Linked DNA regions of Rattus norvegicus: region 1 is linked to region 2. A link is a contact called in public Hi-C data. All regions are on one chromosome and are shown on one strand. Each heading gives the region's core, a stretch centred on a gene start, on an enhancer-like site or on the middle of the called end of the contact. The rest is flanking DNA. Distances are from core to core; before and after follow the strand shown. Region 1 overlaps Hdac9 (histone deacetylase 9). Region 2 holds the start of Twist1 (twist family bHLH transcription factor 1).

Region 1 (6,630 bases), core at 1,312-3,811, 150 kb after region 2:
CTTCAGCAATACACAACTGACCAATGGGAGAACACGTGATAAGAAAGTCCACTTGCCCTGTCAGCTACAATGGCCAGAACAGGGTGACATTTTTTCACTTGGCAGCAGGACTTTCCATAAAGCCCCTTGACGAAATCCAGAGGCATAGTGCTACATTCAAAGTGCCATCCTTTTCTGACTAAAATTACTCATATATTCATGAGAAAAGCACTCCAATGCCACCTTTCAATGACATTAATAAATATTGAGAAACAATCTACTTGGAGTATTTTGTATTTTTATATAACAGTCCACTCTATCAAAATCCTCTCATTGCTTTTCAAACTGACCTTCAGATCTCGGTACATTCCAAGTTCAGCACTGCATCATTTTTGTCAGTATTCCCAAACTCAGCTCACGTGGTAACATTTGCAAATGACTATTCACAGCAATATAGCCATTAGTCTCTTCTATGCTTTTTATGGTTGCTTCCTAATAATCCTTTAAAAATATTTTGTAGTTTTACATCAACAGGTGTAGTATGTGCAACATAATGTGAAAATTATTCTTTTCTTTGAAAAGCATCATTGAAAATGTCACTATTGAGACTCATCACACATGTCCCTCATGAACAGGTGATAATCCATCTTTAGAATGTCAAGTAAGTATCAGCCATAGTATAAAAGATTTGGGGGAATGGTAGTAAAAACAAAGGTAAATTATTCCTTCTATAGCATTTGGGAATGTATGTGTCTTTGCCAAAAGCATTCTCTGGAATTGTATTTCCCAAATGACCTTGGTTTTTAATTTCAAGACCCAAATACCTGATTTTAAAAGATAAGTATCTACCCTTGAGGCAAAACTGATGATTTCTTATTTTTCCTGTCTTAAAAAGAAGCTTAGGAACCCTCAAAATTTTAGGTTTCAGGCAACCATTTAATTTAGATTAAATTAGACAGCAATTGTATGTTAAATAAATATGAAATGGCCCTGGATATTTTTCAAAGATCAAGAACTCTGTAACATATAGGCTATTATTACATATTTGTTATTGCTAATTTAAAAAATAAATAGCCATTTAATTGAAATACTTAAGAAACATTTGCAAAGGAAAACACGGCACTTAGGAAGCCTTGTGAGAATCTAATAATCCTAACAAAGTCATTATAGAAATGAAACTAGCCTAGTACAGAATAGGGATTAGGAAATGTACATGTAAACATGCAGAATTCTTCCTATACTATCTTTAAAAACACTTGGCTCAGTCTTTATGAGAACAACATAAAGGCTATGTTTCAAATATTGGCTACCCGAGTGATTATGTTCTCTTTTAGGCTATTCCCTTTTGTCTTTTTTTCTCTCTTTTTATTTTGATAAAAAATAATGATAGCTGAGCATAGGAAGTCCTTTTCATATCCTGTACACATCAGCGCTTTTAACATAACAATCATAATTTGAAAAAAATCTTAATAAACATTTGCCAAGAACATTCTCCCATGTCTTTTAGGCCACACGGTTTCATGCTTTTCCAAGTTGGAGATGTAGAAAGTGAAAATTGTTCATTCCAGAAGTAGTAAGACTCAAGTTATGCTTTCTTTGTGAAAAAGCCCCTGGTTTCAACTTATGTTACATAAGATATCATAAAACTTGTACAATGTTACAGACAGATTATTTCACAAAGGATGGCAACACTGTAGTTCAAGTATTTCCAAACACTTAAGGGATCGGAAAGATGACAGGATAGAGTGAATGTTGAGAGAGTGAAGTAACAGGTCCAGATTCAGGCTAGGCAGAGCAAAGATTAAGAAAAGTTGCTGGGACGTTGGCAATTAGCTGCATATTTAGCAAGTAGATGAAGAAGTGTGATCTGCCCCATTCTAGAAAGGACAGAATAGGCAGGCCATGCATATCTTTCAACAAGAGTCTGTAGCAAGATTAGGCAACAGAATTTCAAACCAAAGATACTCCCAGATCTGCTAGCCCAAGAACACATCAGGGACTAGAAGCTTTTGGATCTACTGTTCCTTGAGAAGAACAGTTCGGATTGTCATGCATACTTAAAATTTCATAATCTGGATGTTAACGGACAGATCAAGAAGGTGAAAAATATTGGGATTTTATTAAAGTATAATTTTTAATGTTTTTAATCCAACCGAAAGTACAATAGTTTCTGGAAACAAAAATAACAACTGGGTGTTTAAAATCGTCTAATTAGTCATGGATGACCACAGAAATTCAGAGTGACTGTTATAGGAATGTGGCTCCTCTCAAAAGTTGCATAGCTCTTCGTCCTTTTCCACCTCAGACAAATTCGTGAAGAGAAACTATTTTTCTTAAGAGGCCCAGCTGTTCCCTACCAGGTGGTTAACACTGCCCCCCCCCAAGACATTTGTTGATTGTTACTTCCTAAAATTTTTAGTTGCTAGAAAAGAATTTTTTTCTGCCTTGTAACCCTCAGCCACATAATCAGGATAGCACCACAGATTGGCATCATATAACACTGACCAACAATTCTAAAGGGTACTTTCACTAATTTTTTGGTGGGTTCTATGGAGATCTAGGTAAATGGGCCTGCCAATTCTCATCTTCTGTTTCTCAAGCAGTCTTAGAAAAGTGTTGGACTAAACCAGTATTTCTTAAAGTGGGAGTTAACCTCTTGACTAATCAAAACCACATGGCCGTGTCCTAAAATGCAGATTTCGAACACCATCCCAAACAAAATGAAGTTTGGAAACACATCTCCGGGAGATGCAGAAGTCACCTAAAATGCATCCCTCTGCAGAGGTTGACTTGTTCTGCATAGGCTTCTCTGCTAGCACAGAGCTTGGAGAGCCCTCTGACTTTTGAAAGCCTTGTCTAGACATGACATCTGGGTTCAATTTTTGATATAATTCATATTTTTGTAATAGTCAAAAATTTAAGCCAACCAAGAAACAAAGAAAAAACAAATAAACAACAATTCCAAGCAAACAAATCCAGTTTTGTTTTATTACACCTAGACATCATAATGATAATGTACTGCAACTACCCATTAAGATTGCCATGTGACTGTCACAGCACCAAATTAACAAGTTCTTCTACCTTTCCTCACACCAGCTGCATATCAGCCTCCTTCAGCTGTAGTTTTTTTCCTCTTAACCCCATGAACTTTGTGTCCTTGAATGGTCAAGGCACAGCTCATCTATTTTAATGATTCCTCCTTACCTCATGATTTTAATTTGAGGGCTTCATCCTAATATTAAAAAGTCTCTGCATATAAGAGAAAAAAATCATTGGGGATTCTCTCTGACTACTATAGGTGGTCTTTTCAGGTTCCATAGCTTCACTATTGTGCGTTTAGGCTAAGGTTGCACAAATTGAGTCCTGGGAGCCTCCCTCATCCCATGTCTATGGAACTTTCTAGAGGTCCCACTCACCTTTATCCACTTCAAGCTGCATATTCATTCTTCTTGCCTTCTGGGCCTCTCTCCTGTCTCTCCCCATGTCCTACAAAACTTTTGACCCAAAATTGCTCCCATCTAAAAGAAATGCATGGACAAAAATGTAGCAGAGACTGAAGGAATAGTCCATCAGTGACCAGTCCAACTTGGGATCAATCCCCTGGGCGGTCATCAGTCCCTGACACTATTACTGATACTATGATACTATGCTGTGCTTGCAGATAGAAGCCTAGCATAGCTGTCCTCTGATAGGCTCTACCAGAAGCTGACTGAGACAGATGCAGATACTTACAGCCAAGCATTGGACATAGGTCAAGACCCCTATGGAAGAGTTAGCGGAAGCATTGAAGGAACCAAAGGGATGGCAACCCCATAGGAAGACCAACAGTGTCAACTAACCCTGACCCTTCCCCTTAGAGCTCCCAGAGACTGAGCCAGTAACCAAAGAGCTACATAGCTAGTCAAAGTTCCCTGGCACATACATAGCAGAGGGTTGCCTTGTCTGGCGTCAGTGGGAGAGGATACCCCTAATTCTGTGGAGACTTGATGACACGGCATGGGGAGGTATTCAGGGGGAAACCTTTTAAAGTTGAGGGGAACCTTTTAAAGGGGAGGGGGAAGAACTCTGCAAGGCGGCAACATTTGGGATGCAAATAAATAAAATAATTAAGAAAAAAATCATAGAAAATTTCCAAGCTCTGTTAAACAGGAATGGTAAAGGACCTTTTTTATTTTTATATTTTTCTATTAGGATCAATTCTTCTGAGTTTTGCCTCTCAGAAATTATAGTATTCGAGGAAGCAATTTACTCATATTTAAGAATATTCTTGCTTACTATGTTAGTCTTATTGTGAATTATGAAAGATAAAAGCCTCCATTGATTGACACTTTTGTTGACATTTGATTTATTTTGGTTTATACATAAAAAAAAATCTCTGCTCAACCAACTATGTAGCACCATATCCTCTGACTTTCCCCAACAGTTTCTTCCTTCCTGATGTGGTTGTAATGGTCTCTGCTTCTCCCTGCTGAGAACTGTCATTTCTCAATTCCAAGATTGCTTCCATCCCCCGCCCCGCAGTGGGCTCTTCCCATCAGTGAATTCTTCCCGTCCACACTGACACCCCACTTCACTAAGGCAAACATGGAACTCTATAACTTCTCTTACACATCTTTCCTAGCTCTTGTCTTCAATCACACACTGCCAGTAAGGTATTTCTTTGTAGACCCACTTGCAGAAGTGCTCAAACTTTTGGGGTACATTTATAGTTATTCTGGGACACATGCAACCTGCAGGCTGTAGATCGAATGTATCAGTAACCAGACTAATTAAATATATCTAATAGTACATAATCTATTATAATTTTACTCCTCTTTCTCAGTTTCTCCCATCCTTATATCTTGAGCCTAGAATTAATGACAAAATAGCTCAAAATATTCAATGACACCCAAGGATAGACTATTTGACTTGGTATTCAACTTTGCAATATGCTATTGTTGTCAAACTGACTATTTCAAAGAGGCTTTCTTTAACACAGTCAACAGCTAAGATTTTGGTGTATTGAATTCTTTTAATACCATCATTGACATCTAATACATGTTCTTCAATATTCCCCAAACCTCTGGGGTTTTTTTATTGTATAAGTATAGTAATAATATTTCAGTATTACAGCGAATTCCTGAACACAGCTTATACTGATAGCTCTATGCAGGGACATAGCGAATACCAGTGAATATCAGGGAAAAGCAGAGGATTACTTTTATTTCTCTGACAGTCTGTCCTGTTCTTATTAGCTATAGCTACTTCATGATTCAAAGGCCAGCTCTGGCTGGGAACCTTGGCTCCTGCTTGTCATCCCAACACTAGGATGGGATAGCTGCAAGTTTGAGGCCAGTCTGGGCTGTGCAAAGTGTGCTTTAAGAAAGTCTTAGCCATAGGACAAAACATTGTACAAAAATGAAAAGAAAAAAAATTCCAGACTCTAAAATGCTGAAAAGGAAGGAATGGAGAAAGAAAGGGGGGGGGGAGGAGGGAGATAAAGAAAAAGGAAACAAGGAAGGGAGGGAGGATGAAGGAAGAAAGGAACAGAGGGTCAGAGAAAAGAAGGGAAGGCAAGGAAGGAGGGAGGGGAGGAGGGAGGGAAGAAGGAAGGAACAGAGGGAGGAAGGAAGGAAAGAAGGATTAGCTAGGTTGCTCCCTCCCATGTATTCAGATGGATTTCTATGAGCACACGACACAAGTTCACTTTAATCAGACACGGTCTCTTCTATTATATAAGTCACTTGTTGTTTCTAACTTAACTGTAGGATTCTCACTCTTCATACACCAGCCAGCAAGCCAGTGCAGGCATATTCAGTGAACATTGTGATGCCTGTTTGCTTCCTCACACTGACATCCAGAGAGACATCTGGATCAGATGGTGCCCAGGCAGGAATCTCCGTTCTTCTTCATAACAGACTACAACATCCTGGTGATGCCTGGGCTGGGAGATCACCACTTTGCATTCTCTTTGTTCTTTCCCAAGGAACTTAGGGGGACTTCACATGGGCATGCTTTGAAGGCACTCCTGCTAACTTTTACTCTTTTCTCTCCACCTTACATACTTACCGAGCAGGGAGGGTGCACACTGCACATATATCATCTACACTTGGGCTAGGCTCTCACAGTATAATTTAACATTAACCAACATGGAGTCTTTCAAGGAAGCATCTTAAAGTCCGGAAATAAACATTCTGGGATGCTCTGCAAGCCAGATGTGCAGGCTGTTAGATGGCATTGTGGAAGAAAAGAGAATAAACCCAAACCCATTAAACTTACGATATTCCCAGAGCGGTTTGCTTTTTTCTGCTCTCTGCAAAGTTGTGGCAGGAAGTCCTTTACCCCCCTCTTAGCTATTTATCCATACTTTGTTAATACCGATTAAAACAGGAAGCCAGGGCCATGCTTGAGATCAATGCTGTGATAGGCAGGTAGCAACTTTTACCTAAACCAAGGAAAGTATCTGCGAACGTGTTTCTCAGTGAAACCCAGTAACTTCTCTTCTCCCAGTCACTTCTCACAATTCACCAAAATTCAACACCACATTTATAATTGTAGTGTTGTCAGCAAACCATATCGGCACCTTCCTCATATTCAGTGCCCTTCCTCACTTGGTCATTTGGAAGGCTAAATGAATTCCCTGTAGATGATAAGAAAATCGTTTTGTGGTGA
Region 2 (7,325 bases), core at 1,493-3,992:
GGTGTTGCTGAGGGTTGATTCGCCGGGCAAGATACTACTTTTTGCTCAAATGTAAATTCTAGCTCCACTTAACAAGTACGTTCATCTTCCATGCCTCAGAATGAGTTCAGGAGGAATTTCTACTGAGAGCTAAAATACAAACCGGGTCCTTGTGACCCCGTTTGAAAGATTCAAAGTCAGAGATGGCCCGAGCCATTCATTTTAAACTTTCTTCAGAAGAAGAGTATTCCTGTTTCAGGAGCTTTGCCTCAGCCCACTGGGGGGAAGGAGGGGATTTCAACACCCAGATAAGGACAGAGGCCTCCTGCCAGCGCAGTGCCAGAGCTGGTCTACAGATTGGAAGTCTTCAGAAAGGTGCACTTGCTCATGGCCGCGCCTGGGGAAAAAGGTGAACTATTTCTCCTCACCTGCTACAACTCTTCCACCTCAACCGTTTCCCTCTCTGGAGTACACCTCCCGATTCCCTCCCTAGCCTTGTCTCCCAATGAAGAAAAGGTTCCTATCATTCGTTGTCTTTGAATTATTTTTAACACTCAGCTAGAAAAAATAATTTTTTGAGATTAATAAAGGGAGAATCGAGATTTCCGCAGTCACTTTCTAAAACACAATTGCGGGATACTCGGCAATTCATGTTTAGAAAAGAACGCTTGGTAAGAAGATGCAGAAGAAATTCTGCCACGTTTTGTTTCCAAGAGATAAATTCTTGTCGGTGAAAAAATGCAAATACAAGAGTGTGGGAGTGGCTTTATTTTGAGAAGAATTGGCTACGAGCTATTAAAATTAAGTGGAGGTCAAGTAGAATCTGGTTTTCAGCCAGGCTGTCATTTTAAAATATGGCAGCGGCGGGCGAAGCAAGCCAGTTGGCACACTGTGGTCATTGTCTCTGGATATCAGTAAAAATGGTGCAGGGCAACCCCAGGGGGGTCTGCACTCGGATGAAAGCACAGTCGGGTTTACTGGTCTCGGAAGAGAGCTTTCCCCACAAAGGCTGAGCCCTCGGACTAGCCTCTGGCATTCCACACCCCAGCGTTTCCGGGACCCAGCTGAGAGCTTCAGCAGGACGCAGCCACGTGGCCTGCCCTGCGTCGCGGGGGCTCTGGCCTCCAGCTTCTCAGGAAGTCGGTGGCCCCGACCTTTGGTCCAACCCAGAAAGGGGAACTTGCTGAGCTGGCAGCTCCCCAGGGGAATTGGCCCAGGGAGTGGGGATTGGGGGGCTTGAGCAAAGGACCTCAGCCTGTGAACAGGGCAGGAGCTCGAGGCACTCACCTCCGGCGCCTGCAAACTCTGCCCCTGAACTCCGGCTACTTCCTCCGAACCCAGAATTGCCTTTCTGAGCTAAGAGATCACCTTGAACCGGCTCCCTAAACTTACCCCATCCTATTTAAAAAATAAAAATAAATAATTATATAAAAAATGTGAAAGCCCTGCAAACACTGGCTTCCATAGCCACTCTTCTTGCTCATTAACCTCTCTGCTTCCAGTTTTCCAGAAACCTCTTTGAAGCTCTTGGGTTTTCAAGGTATTTGGTAGAAATGCTTGCATCACCAACATGGCTGAGTGCATCTGAGGCGCCGGGAACATAACTACTCACGCGATCTCCTAGGAAAAAAAGAATAGTGATTCCCCCACCTTAAATGTATGAACTACCCAAGGTTACAATGCAGGGCTCAATTTGGGGGTAGAGGGAATGAAATGTTCTCAAGGTCCTCTTCCACCTAGGGCTGGGTAGCACGACGCACCAGGGCCTCCAACCGTGGCAGCTCTACCTTCCCCTAGCTTTGCTCTCTTCCTAAGAACAAGGCTTTTTTCCCCTCAGTAAAAGAATGAACTCGTTCCAGCACCTTTGGAGGCGCAGTCTTCTGAGAGCAGGGAGACTTTAGATTGGGTCACCGTAGCAGGAAAGGAGAGCCCAGACGTTTCTCCGGGAGGGGTGAGACGGCTGGCCCGGGCGCAGATCCATAGCCCCCACGATGTGGCCACGTCTTGAGAACCGCTCTACACCTCAGGGCCAGGCAGCCGCGGGGAATCCCTTGGGACTAGAGGTTTCTTCTACCTGGCTGTTGGATGGACTCGGTTGTTAACACTTTTCTTGCCTCTCCCGGGCCCGAGCCACCCCCAACCGGCTCGGAGGACTCCGAGGAATCCCGGGTAGGATGAGACACCACCCAGTGCGTCGAAGCCGCTTGCCACTGCTGCGGTTACAGTCACTTGTGGGGTAGGGGGGACTGCAACAGCGGTCGGGACAGTCCCGTTAGCTGTGCTGTGCTCCGGTGCGGGGGCGCTGGGCGCGCGCTCTGGCGCGGAAGGAAATCGCCCCGCGTCCTCCCCGAAGCGGAGGGGGAGAGCTGGGGGAGAGAGGGGAGAGGCGGGCGCAGGGGCTGGCCGCTCGGGCCAGGTCCGTTTTGAATGGTTCTCAGGATGAATTGTTAGACCCCGGGCAAGGGGGGGCCGGGCCGGGAGAGGGGGGGCTGGAAAGAGGAAACTTCCCTATAAAACTTCGAAAAGTCCCTCCTCCCCACGTCAGGCCAATGACACTGCTGCCCCCAAACTTTCCGCCCGCACGGAGGTATAAGAACCGCCAAGCCCGCAGCCCGCGCCCAACTCTCAGACACCTCGCGGGCTCGCCAGCACCAGCACCGGGTCTGCGCTAGGCCAGAACGGGGCGCGCGTGCGGCCGTCGGGCGCCTTCTTTTTGGACCTCGGGGCCCGCCACACCGTCCCCTCCCCCGCCCGCCTCCCTCCCCGCCTCCAGCGCCCTCCCCGCGGAGGTCCCCCCCCCATCCCGCCTCCCTGCGTCCTCCGGGCCGCACCGCCCGGGCCGGCGCCGAGCGCGGGGAAGCTGGCGGGTTAGGGCGCCCCGCTCCTCTGCTATTCCCTCCCCCGTCCCGGCTCCGCGAGGCCGCAGGTCGCCGCCCGCGAGATGATGCAGGACGTGTCCAGCTCGCCAGTCTCGCCGGCCGACGACAGCCTGAGCAACAGCGAGGAGGAGCCGGACCGGCAGCAGCCGGCGAGCGGCAAGCGGGGGGCTCGCAAGAGACGCAGCAGTCGGCGCAGCGCGGGCGGCAGCGCGGGGCCCGGCGGGGCCACGGGCGGGGGCATCGGAGGCGGCGACGAGCCGGGCAGCCCGGCCCAGGGCAAGCGCGGCAAGAAATCTGCGGGCGGAGGCGGCGGCGCGGGCGGAGGCGGCGGCGGCGGCGGCAGCAGCAGCGGGGGCGGGAGCCCGCAGTCGTACGAGGAGCTGCAGACACAGCGGGTCATGGCCAACGTGCGGGAGCGCCAGCGCACCCAGTCGCTGAACGAGGCATTTGCCGCCCTGCGCAAGATCATCCCCACGCTGCCCTCGGACAAGCTGAGCAAGATTCAGACCCTCAAACTGGCGGCCAGGTACATCGACTTCCTGTACCAGGTCCTGCAGAGCGACGAGCTGGACTCCAAGATGGCAAGCTGCAGCTATGTGGCCCACGAGCGGCTCAGCTACGCCTTCTCCGTCTGGAGGATGGAGGGGGCCTGGTCCATGTCCGCGTCCCACTAGCAGGCGGAGCTCCCCACCCCCTCGGCAGGCCGGAGACCTAGGTAAGGACCGGCTCCCGGGATCAATCCGGCCAGGCCGCGGGTCCCTGGTCACCTCGCCACGGCACTGGGTATCCCCCCACTGTCCTCGCTGACCTCCACCTAGCCAGGCACCTCCACCTCATTCCACGCGCGTCCCTGCCAAGCAATTAAGTCCCTACAGGGGAAACAGGTTCGGGGGTCGGGGAGACTGGGTCCAGGAGAGGTGTGTGTGTGCTTGCGCGGGAGTGTGCATGACAGAAGACAGAGAAAATCAAGAGTAGGGGCCTTGTGCCCTGAACGCCATTCTCCAACCCCCTTTCTTTCTTCTTTAAAATTCCCTTCTTAAAACAAATGTTTCCAAATTCCACCCCCTCCTTTCCGCCCACCCACTTCCTCTTGCCCTTGGGCTGAAATCCTTCCAGGTTGTTCAGCGAATATTCTCGCTGGTAGTGATAACAGGGCTTAGCGGTCCTAGAAAACAGCCAATAACCAACTTTCCCCCCTCTGGGTTTTTGCAGATGTCATTGTTTCCAGAGAAGGAGAACATGGACAGTCTAGAGACTCTGGAGCTGGATAACTAAAAATAAATCTATATGACAAAGATTTTCTTGGAAATTAGAAGAGCAGAGACCAAATTTCACAAGAATCAGGGCGTGGGGCACACTTTTAAAAGAGAAAGCGAGACAGGCCGGTGGACAGAGATTCCCAGAGGCAACGGCATCACCCTCACACCTCTGCATTCTGATAGAAGTCTGAACACTCGTTTGTGTGTCCCCCCCTTTTGACGAAGAATGTTTTATTTTTATTTTTCATGCATGCATTCTCAAGAGGTCTTGCCAATCAGTCACTGATAGGAAAGACATCCTTGTGGACTTTCTCCATTTTAAAATGGTAACAATCAGAGGAATTTTAACAACGCCTTTAGAAATAAAAACGCTGGGATCAAACTGGCCTGCAAAATCATAAGTCAGTGAATTCCTTAAAAAGCATACTTCCTCTGAAGGAAAAGAAAAACACAGAATACAAAAGACAACATTCTATTTATTTATTGATGACCCATGGTAAAATGCAAATAGATCCGGTGTCTAAATGCATTCATATTTTTATGACTGTTTTGTAAATATCTTTTGTATATTATTTTTCTGCAATAAATAAATATGATTGAAAAATTTTAAGAACTTTAAAGTTTGGTCTATATTTTTAAGACTCAGAAGTAACTTGGTGGTAAATACTTGTTTGTTTAACTCTAGGGGCATCTAGGAGGGAGTTGGGGCACTAATATAAACAAAGAAGTGAAAACCTCAAATAAACCAGCTACTGACAGAAACAGCCAGCTATTTAAAGGACAGCTCTAATATTATTACAGCTTGGCGTTCAGCAGGGCTCACCACCCCTCCATCCCTTAGTTCTTGGGGGCAGCAAAGGTTGAGCAGATTTGCTAACACCTACCTCCTGACTGAACTAGAGCCCTGAAAAACAGCAATGTGAAACCAGTATTGTTTCCTAGTCACTCTGGAATTTTGTCTTTTCCTTCATTTCCATTTCTGAGAAATGCCAATGTGCTAATGAAAACAATATACAAGTTATTTATATATGTATTATGCTTCATCTGTGTAGAAAACTTAATTCACCAAGAGACAGAGAGTGATTGCTTACTTCTTGAGTTATATTGGTTTAAAAAAAAAAGCATTTCCTAAATTAATGTTATCTCTGTGGCAAACAGTCTCCTAAAATATACATGAAGGATGTACAGGTGTGGGGTAAAATAAATAACCAATTTTTTTGGTATCCTTGGTAACTTCAGGAACAAGTACAGTTCTTAATTCAGCCTTCAGTTAGCACCATGTACACACACACACACACACACACACACACACACACACACACACACACACAGACATGAAGCTGTATAAAACAGGGACAGATGGTGCTGGGTTTTTATTTTGTCGGGATATTTCTGAGACAAAAGCATAGTTTTTGTCTTTGTTTTTTATGACCAAACTAGAGATTTTTAAAAATCAGCTTGGTCCTTAACTTTTCACCACGTTAACACATTCACATGCAAACAACAGGGGTGTTCCCAAGCTGGAAAATGTTGGGGTGCCTAATTCACACAATCACTTAGGTAAGGCTGAATCTCCAGATAGGTTGTATTTACATAGCTCGAGTAGAGATTATTTTATTACCTGAAGGTTTTCTTTCCCTCTTCACAAAACAGTACCAAATGTTGCCATGGCACCATTGCAAGCTAATTGTTGTGAATATTTTATGCTTCATTTTGCAGTAAGGAGCCTCTGGTTAAAGTAAAATACTAGTGAAAGCTCGGTGAGTTACTGGGTTTTGTTTTGCTATTCTATTTTTAAATTTTTGGCAATCATTTAACCTTAGAGCGAAAAGAAAAGGCGATTGATTCTGTGTGCTGTATCAGCAGTGGCTGTGGATGGTATGTGTGTTAGATAAAACTGTAGGAACCCTAAAAGGATGAGGGCGACCACCAGGATGACAGTTCTCTCCTGCGAGAGCCATTCCATCATGTCCATTTTCCAGATGCTCCCGGGCAAGCATCCATGCTCACTAGCCTGGTCTGACTATTTGATATTTCAGATGTCTTGAAGTCCACCCAGACGGAAGTCCCACTGTGGCCGAGAAGGTAAATGCTATCCCAACGCTGTACGCTCACATTCACTGCTTTACCTCCACTTCTTTTTTTCTGCTCATGAGAAAAACCGGGGAGACGAATATAATATTCTCTCCTGCGTTTTCATAAAAATGGACATTTAAAAAAACGCTCTTGAGTAGTTTTACTTAAGTGAGACAACTTAGTGTTGGAGATTGCTTCCTAGAATATAATCTTCAAGAATATAAGCTTGCAGAGTTGTTTCTTTACTCTCCATTAATTCAACAAAATGCTGCACTCTTCACAGTAGAAATGGCCTGCTTGTTCATCTCTCCAGTTGCTGTTATTTTATCCCATTGTTTTGATGATAGTTACCTCTGTTTAAAATATGCTTGGATAAATTAACCTGTTTATCACAGAGACGCTAACCATATCATGTAATGTGTTTGGACTCCTGTCTATTGTCTCCCAGCGGCAATGCTTTGGATAACAGGAAGAATCATGTTAAATGGTCTTCCATTGAAGAATTGAATTTATTTTTATTTTCTGAATATAGTTGTTTTGTCTTGTTTTTAATTTCCTCTGATAGATAAACCTTCGATTATAGCATTAAGTGTGCTCATGCACACATTTCTGGGTTGTATGTGTGTGTCTCTGTGTGTCTGCAATGCATAGGTAATTCAGGCACCATTGGGGATCCCTTACCCAAAGTGCAACACGTTAATAAAATAACCTCAAATAGAAACTCACAACCTGTGTACTTTCTTCCCACTTTCAAGACTGGCACATGCTTCCTGCCCCTGGGGTCTTTGGTCTCTAAGGGAGCATTTTAAGGGACACTTGGCCTCTTGCAGAAAAGTAGAGCATTTTGCACATTCCATGGTTTGGCAAAGTCAGAACTAGTTATTTTCTCTAGACCAGTATCAAGTTCTTCTCAGGCATATGATTTCACTTGAAGTCCTGCCCAGGAATCCTTCAAAGTGAGCATTTGTCCTGCTCTCATGATGTCAGGCGGTTTTCCCTGCATCTGTAATTTGAAGAAAAACAAACAAACCTGCGAGGGGGAACAAACGCCACGGAAACCCAAACAGAACTCCGTGGGGAATGAGGGTCTCACCTGCATAGGGTGCACCAGAGGGGCACCAACCAAGACTAC

Evidence for each region. Hi-C and Micro-C count contacts between places; a contact is called where the count stands out from the background.
Region 1: a Hi-C map of the A7r5 cell line shows a contact between it and region 2, with 3 times the contacts expected there. The contact joins the enhancer-like site here to the promoter of Twist1 in region 2. A contact is called at or near these places in 2 of 12 Hi-C or Micro-C datasets (the A7r5 cell line and the Rat2 cell line).

Annotation. Positions count from the first base shown.
Region 1 is chr6:56,553,555-56,560,184 of GRCr8, forward strand. All of the region lies in intron 22 of Hdac9 (histone deacetylase 9), which reads right to left. Among named protein-coding and RNA genes, the nearest start is that of Twist1, 150 kb to the left of the region's middle. Within about 2 kb of position 2,562, at least 2 of the 93 cell types and tissues checked have an H3K27ac peak or open chromatin away from gene starts, as enhancers often do.
Region 2 is chr6:56,399,567-56,406,891 of GRCr8, forward strand. Twist1 (twist family bHLH transcription factor 1) reads left to right here and starts at 2,743. Exons shown (of 2, transcript NM_053530.2): 1 at 2,743-3,573; 2 at 4,071-4,737. The coding sequence starts at 2,921. The coding sequence ends at 3,532.